Linked DNA regions of Macaca mulatta: region 2 is linked to region 1. Evidence: chromatin contacts called from public Hi-C data. All regions are on one chromosome and are shown on one strand. The core of a region is the stretch at or near the end of the contact, and the rest is flanking DNA. Distances in the headings are between cores, read along the strand shown.

Region 1 (3,900 bases), core at 1,254-3,753:
CAGATCATCAGGGGCATTAGATTCTCTAGGAGCAGGAACCCTATCATGAACTGCACATGTGAGGGTTCTAGGCTGCATGCTCCTTATGAGAATCTAATGCCTGATGATCTGAGTTGGAACAGTTCCATACTGAAACCCTCCCCCAACCCCCACAGAAAGTTTGTCTTTCACGAAACCAGTCCCTGGTGCCGTAAAACGTTGGGGACTGCTGCTATAGGGCATATATCAAGGAAAGGACTTGCTGTCATAAGGTGTGTTATGTTTCAGCTTTATTACTTTTTTTTTGCCAAAAGTGACTTCCCAACTTGCACTTAACCAGCAGTTTGAGAGAGTTCCTCTTGCTCCACATCCTCACAAATACTTAAATGTGTTTTGGGATTGTTATAAGTGAAAAAAACTATACTAAAAAAATCTACTCAATTATTCAAAGTTGAATTTCTACTTTAGAGGAATTACTTCCCAGGCCGGGAGCAGGGACTCACGCCTATAATCCCAGCACTTTGGGAGGCCAAATTGAGTGGATCATTTGAGATCAGGAGTTCAAGACCAGCCTGGCCAACATGGTTAAAATGGGTGAAACACCGTTTCTACTAAAAATACAAAAATTAGCCGGGTGTGGTGGCGGGCGTCTGTAATCCCAGCTACTCGGGAGCTACTCAAGTAGCTGTAATCCCAGCTACTTGAACTCCCAAGTAGTTCAAGGGACGTTGCAGTGGGCTGAGGTCACGCCATTGCCCTCCAGCCTGGGCAACAAGAGCAAAACTCTGTCTCAAAAAAAAAAAAATCACTTCCCAGAGGCGAAATCATGGAAATAATAAAGAGTGCTTAGATTGTGCAGGCAACATACTAAGTGCTTCATGTGAAATTTCTCACGTAATCTTAAGGAAATTCTGAAACAACAGGTCCTTTACTATATTCCCATTTAACATAGGAAAATTAAGATGTTAAATAACTTCAAGTCACTTAACTAGAAGAGGTCTAATATTAGAGACACAAATTCTAGGTCTATTTGCCCCTAAAGTTCAAGTTCGTGGTGATCATCCTTTATAGTTCCTTTTACCCTCTTTCAAAATATTGATGTGACTCTGAAAAATGATCCTTGAAGAACGGAAGGGATAACTTTTGTTTGTGATCCTAGGCAGACCTTTGAGACGTTATATTTGTACCAAAAATGATGAGGAAAACAGATCGTCTGCAACATCCTGTGATTTTTCCACGATTACTTTATTTCTACAATGGCTATGCCACACTTCCCTGGTAAGGTTTTTGCTCTATACCTGAAAAAGAGAAATGCTAATAGTATGTTGTAAACTCCCAGTTTGGGCAAGCCCCAGGACCAACAGAAAACAGCCCTTAAGTCATTGCGGGTCCCAGAAACGGTGTTGAACTCTCATTGCTTTCAAATATACTTTTAACTCTTATTATGTCATTAAAATTACTGTGAATCGGTCATTAGTTGGAAAGCATGTCATAATCATAAATCACCTTGTTTAGTGAACTATGCTAACTGCTGTGAGAAATACCAAGGTGTACCTAGATGTGGTTACAGCCATCAAGGAGCTTAAAATTCAGTGGAAAGGTGGTGTCGCCAAAGTTAGTTACCTACGAACTTACGAGAAAGGGTAAGGAGTATCCCAGAACGGTGGATTCTGAAATTGTCAGTGAGCTTATTGTTGAAACAGCCTCAGCAGCTCTCTGGCTGCTCCTAAGAGAGTTCTGTTTTTCTTACCAAGGGACCAGTGAAACAAAATTGGTTTTATTCGGTCTGTTGGGAAGCAGACTAGAATGTAAAAAGTATTGCAAAAGTTGCCACTCGAGTCCCAACACTAAACCCAGTTGCCTGAGGGAGGGTTGCCCCGGGCATTTAGTTACATGAACGCAGTCTAAATCCAGTTTTTTGACTCAAAGGTAATCGTGAGCTGGCCGCGGCACCGGCTGCCCATCCTGGCCATGAAAGTTTGCTTTCTCTGCCCTGGTCTCATGACGTCCGTTTCGAATAGATCAAGCACTTCTCTGTGGGCAGCTTTCACAAGAGATTTCGTTTTATTTAAAGAGAGATGGGGTGTGCGTGGACTTCCTTCTTTGCCGAATGGCGGCTTCTACTTCTGCATATTCAAAGTCGGCAGTAGAAGTTGCAGAGGGGAGCGCAAACCCGGACTTGGCCACGCCCTGGGCTTCCGGATTTGGGCACAACAGTTCTCTCCACTCAGAACGCCTCCCCACGGTTCTGCCCCAAACTGCTATTTTTGCTTAGGCCCTCAGCGCGTTTCCGGTCTCTCCAGCGGATGGAGAAGCCGGAACCTCAACGCCAAGGCCGATCCCGTGACGGATTTAGGTGAGGTCTCGCGAGGTGTCTTTAAATCTCACGACGACAGCAGGAAACCACTTACCCGCACCGCCCCAATTCTAACGTCACAGTGGAGTCACTCCCTTGGGCGTTCCTTAGCGTGCGCGTGCGTGCTGCGCATGCGCACTTACTCTCCCCCGCCCCCGCCAGGGCTTGTCTCCGGCCAGTCGCGCGTGGGTAGAGGCCCTAGGCGGGCGTTGCGAAGGGTTGTTTGCTTGAGTTTGGACCTTGTTACGGCGCGAAGTTCCCTCCTTGGGGCGGGGGAAAGGTACCGCACCCGCTACCTAGGGTGAATGAACTGTGGCGTGGGCTGCTAAGGGTAGGCTGCAGAGTACCCAGGCCGTGGCCATGAACTCACCCGTGGATCCTGGCGCTAGGCAGGCGTTGAGGAAGAAGCCGCCCGAGCGGACTCCAGAGGTGAGGCTGGTCGACCCTTATGTGCGTCCCACAGTCCAGTAGACAGCATCCCCCTGTCTGTCCGAAACCCGCGGCGACTGCCCTCTTGCCAGAGTCTCGCACCTGCTACTGGGAATCTGTTCTCTTGAGTCTCTGCCCTGACCCGGCCCTTGTCGCCAGCAGGGTGCCAACCGCCCTTCCTGCCCGTGATGCGGGTCTTAACCCGCGTACCCATCCCTTGCCGGGAACTTCTGAGTGTCGTTAAGAAAGCACCATTACTAAGTCGTATTTTCTGAGTTGAGTAATAACGAGTTTCGGAGTTAGATGCCCATTCGTTTAAGTAGACTATGAAAAACGAGATGAAAATTGTAAGGGAAGTATCTCAGCCATGTAATTTAGAAATAGTTTTTCTTTAAAGGTCCCTGAAATATTGTACGGTTGCCTAAAAAAAGAGAAAGTTTTCAAAATTAGTTTAAAGGTTTGCATCCAGTCAAATGGTAAATTCTGTAGTAGATGATGCATGTTTAAAGAACACCGCTGTAGGTACTTTTTCAGACTGTCACTGGGAAATTTTACAGTATTTTGTGCTTGGATCCAAAATTTGCTGTGTCGAGTTAACAGTTATGGTGTCAGCTCAGAAGATTTTCATTCGACCTGAAGGCTTGTTTTCTGGCATGTAACTAAAACCTGTTAGCTTTGCTTATCCCGGTAGAATGCTAAGGTTTTGGGGAAGGTTTTCCTTGATTTGGAGAAGTTTCTATGACAAGTGGGACATATTTTCTAAACAAAACACTAACAACAATGTGAGTGGATTGTTGGATTGTCTTGTTTAAAGTTGCAGTAAATGAAATGCTTTGGTTAATTCTTCCTAAGTCACTGTGGAGTTTTTCAGATATATAGTGTTTTGCATACTGAGTCTTAGTAACGTTGGGCTGACCTTTTGGGTCGTGACAATTATTCAGGCCATAACGGATGCCATGATAGGTCAAATTATGTTATTGAAGATCCTGATGTTTACATAGGAATAGCACAAATTCTACCACTTTCCAGAGTTCTCTTTTTGAGATATACATTTACAATTCGATGAGTTTTTGTTTCCTTATGCTGATTCTTGAAGTCAATGTGAGCTAATTGAAAGTATGAATTTGAGTAGGCAA
Region 2 (3,546 bases), core at 711-3,210, 170 kb before region 1:
TTTGGTTGCTGACAAATTCTGAAAGAGATATAAATTCTGCCTATTACATTTTCTTTTCTAAATATCTTCAGACCCTTATTTAGAGCATAAACTCTAGCTGCAAATCAGTGGGAGTTGGTAGCCACTTAAAGAAAATAAAATTTGATTTGTATACCTAATTAAATGAATTCTCAAAAAATATTTTTTTGTTTTTTGAGATAGGGCCCCCCTCTGTTGCCCAGGCTGAAGTGCAAGTGGCACTCACTGCAGCGTTGACTTCCCACACTCAAGATACCCTCCTACCTCAGCCACCCGAGTAGCTGGTACCACAGGTGTGCGCCGTGACCACACCTGTCTAATTTTTGTTTGGTATTTTTTTTGAGACAGTGTTTCACTCTTATTGCCCAGGTTGGAGTGCAATGGCACGATCTTGGCTCACTGCAACCTCCACCTACTGGGTTCAAGCAATTCTCCTGCCCCAGCCTCCCAAGTAGTTGGGATTGCAGGCATGCGCCACCATACTGGCTAATTTTTTGGAGATGGGGTTTCACCATGTTGGTCAGGCTGGTTGGGAACTCCTGACCTCAGGTGATCCACTCGCCATGGCCTCCCAAAGTGCTGGGATTACAGGCGTGAGCCACAGCGCCCGGCCACACCTGGCTAATTAAAAAAATTTTTTTTGTAGAGATGGGGTCTTACTGTTGACCAAGCTGGTCTGGAACTACTGAGCTCAAGCGATCTGCTTGCCTCTGCCTTGCAGTATTGGGATTACAGACGTGAGCTACCACGCCTGCCCAAAGTATTTTTATCCAGCCTTCCAACCATATACAAGTTATTTCCTAAATTTCTCTGAGGATTGCATCCCATTGTACAAGCTTCGTTATCCTGGAGGGGGAGTGAGTGAATGGATGGGGGTGCTGAAAATTTATAAGATTAGTTTGCTCCAAACTCTGGTATATTTTGGTTCCATGGGTTAAATAAGACTGTGAGGTCACATGTGAGCAACGTTTTTCTTTTTTTAGAAAGCGTTTCTTCCCTGTAACTTGGTTAAAATTCCACAGTTCCTCCCTTCTTCACACCTAACCATTAAGATAGATTAAAAATCTAAATAATTAGCGTAAAAGTTTAGATATCTGTACATACATGTCTTTAGGCTTCCTGACTTCGTTGGTTTCACCTGATTTTGTTGGTTACCAAGGAAACAGCCTAACTCCTGAGCCTCCAATCGCTAGCTCTTCCACGAGACTAATTCCTGATGTCAGGGTTTGAGGCACTAGTACAAACTCTGCCCGCAGTCCCTGCCCGAGGTCGTCTTTGCGGGGAGCCATGGCTGTGGCAGGGGTCCCGGCAGGTTCCTCCACCAGTCCCTGTGAGCCAGCCCCCGCGCTGTCCAGATCCCAGACCTCTCGCGGGCCGGAGCGGCCTTCTAAGGGCGGGCCTGGGGTCCTGGGCTCAAAGTCCAGCCTTGGCCGAGGCCCCACGGGTACGCTCGTGCGCCTTCCGTGCTCCAGGGGCCGCCAGACTCTCCCCGGCGCGGAATGGAGGTGTGAAGCCGCAGAAGCTAAGGAGGGGCTGACAAGGGAGAATAGGTTGCCCATGGTTCCCTACGCAACTCTGTGGGTGCGGGGAGTCGAAGGCTTCTGCACTCCAAGGCTCCTGGCATCGTCCCCGCGCCACCCTGGCGCAGCCTCTGATGGTAGCCGACAGCCTCACAGAGGAGGATCGAGACTGAGCCTACTCCCCCTACACATCCCTAGCCACCTTCCAGTCTTGTCCTCTCGGCACACGCCCCGCCCCGTGAGCTGCCACGTGACGGGAAACGCCAGTGCGCCTAATGGAGGTAGCTCCACCCCACGCCCCCGCCTTGCCCCTGCTCCGCGCGCCGCCACGTGATGCGGCCCACCTCCAGCCAATGAGCGCCGGCCTTGCCTCGCGCCCCGCCCCGCGCGCCGTGGCCGTTTGAAGTGACTAATTTCTGTCATATGACTGAGGCGCCCATGGGGGTGGCGGGGCGGCTCTAGGAGCAGGGGCCTACCAAGCGCCCAGCGGAGCGACCCCTGCCTGGCCGTGGGGAGCATGGCCCCTACGCTGTTCCAGAAGCTCTTCAGCAAGAAGACCGGGCTGGGCGCGCCCGGCCGCGACGCCCGGGATCCAGATTGCGGGTTCAGGTAGGGCGCTGTGGGGCGGGGGTCGCGGAGCCGATGGCCTTGTGGACTCTGGGCTCCAGGGGTGTTGGGGCCTTCGGTTTTCCGACCCAAGCGGAAGCGCCGCGCCGAGACCAGCATCTGGTCCTCGGTGGGGTGGAGCCGGCTGCTGGCTCGCGCTGAAGGGTTGGAGCGAGGTCCTACCTCTTCTCTTACCCCACCCGCCTCGCCGTTGCCCCTTCCCCCTTCTCCCGTCGGTTTGTTTACTACCTGACCCCAGCCACGCGCGACTCTGCTCCTCCGGATCTAGCACCGCGGCCTGAGACTTCGGGTCCACACGCCTTCCTGGCACCGAGTAGAGTTGGGCGCGGGCTGGATTGGACCTCAGCCGCCGTACTCCGGGCGGCGAAGTTCTCCCCTCCTCCCCGTGACCAGTTGTCCTCCGGGCGCTGCGTTCCAGCTCCGTTGGCGTTGTGGAGAGAGCGGCACGTTTGGCCAAGCTTCTGAGTTGAGAGAAGGCTGGAGGAGCAAGTAGGCAAGGTGCCGTTCTTTCAGGTTTCTTGGACGCTAAAATTGGAGGTGTGCGGTAACCGGACCGAGCGACCTTAATGTTATCGAAGGAGAAATGTGAAACTTGAGTTTAGAGTTACTACTGAAGCAAGACAACATTAAATGAAATCTGGCCTTGGAATTGGCCGTAGATTCTTCCTCTTTAGAACTGTTACTGAAAAGGAGTCTTAAAAATTGAAAATGTTAGCAGAGCATTTTGTGGTGGTACAGGCTTTGTTGATTTTTCGTTGTAGTACCTGTTGCTGGCAGAGTAGCTTTTCAGAATTGTAAGATTTGATATAAACCTGAATTCAAGGTGAAATTTAGTCGTTAAACCTGAGGAGATTATGTCCAAACAGCCTTTGTAAATATTGCAGTGTGGAAACTTGCAAATATAACTAGGCTAAATGTCAAATACCACACAAACTTGGTAGGATAGCAAAGAGCCCAGTTGTACAACAGTAGTAGAAACAACAAAAAAAGAGAGAATCTGTCAAATTTTGGAACAGGCAAAGTTGAAATGATTGTGCCACACTGGTTTAAGAAATTTTGCTATTCTTAAAATTATTCACTCTCTCTTGCTAATGCAGATCTCATCAGGAAACATTCAGTAAATGCATATGGAATTGAAGACATTTTTCTACGTATCTCTCTTTTCCCCTGAAAAATAAATGTGTCATGCTCATCTGTCTCTCTCTAAACATTTCTTTAGTGTTTTTCCTTTGAAAAATGAAAGTGCAGCTTAGATGATACTACATTGAGCCATCTACTAACTCAAGCGACAGTAGGAAACAGGTTTCGATAGGATATTTCAAAGGTGGCATTTGAATAGACAACTGCTTTCTATTTCTGGGCAAAGATTGACTTTGGGTAC

The links. A called contact is a pair of places that touch in the nucleus more often than the background predicts.
Region 2: a Hi-C map of liver shows a contact between it and region 1, with 3 times the contacts expected there. The contact joins the promoter of FNIP1 here to the promoter of RAPGEF6 in region 1. A contact is called at or near these places in 5 of 14 Hi-C or Micro-C datasets (CD4 T cells, blood, cortical neurons and 2 more).

Annotation. Positions count from the first base shown.
Region 1 is chr6:140,549,371-140,553,270 of T2T-MMU8v2.0, reverse strand. RAPGEF6 (Rap guanine nucleotide exchange factor 6) reads left to right here and starts at 2,503. Exons shown (of 27, transcript XM_078005143.1): 1 at 2,503-2,764. It overlaps LOC144341527 (a long non-coding RNA gene), which reads left to right. Exons shown (of 2, transcript XR_013418510.1): 2 at 1,139-1,418.
Region 2 is chr6:140,715,879-140,719,424 of T2T-MMU8v2.0, reverse strand. It overlaps FNIP1 (folliculin interacting protein 1), which reads left to right and starts at 1,960. Exons shown (of 17, transcript XM_015140715.3): 1 at 1,960-2,147. The coding sequence starts at 2,056. LOC114678901 (a long non-coding RNA gene) reads right to left here and starts at 2,534. Exons shown (of 2, transcript XR_013418508.1): 1 at 2,394-2,534.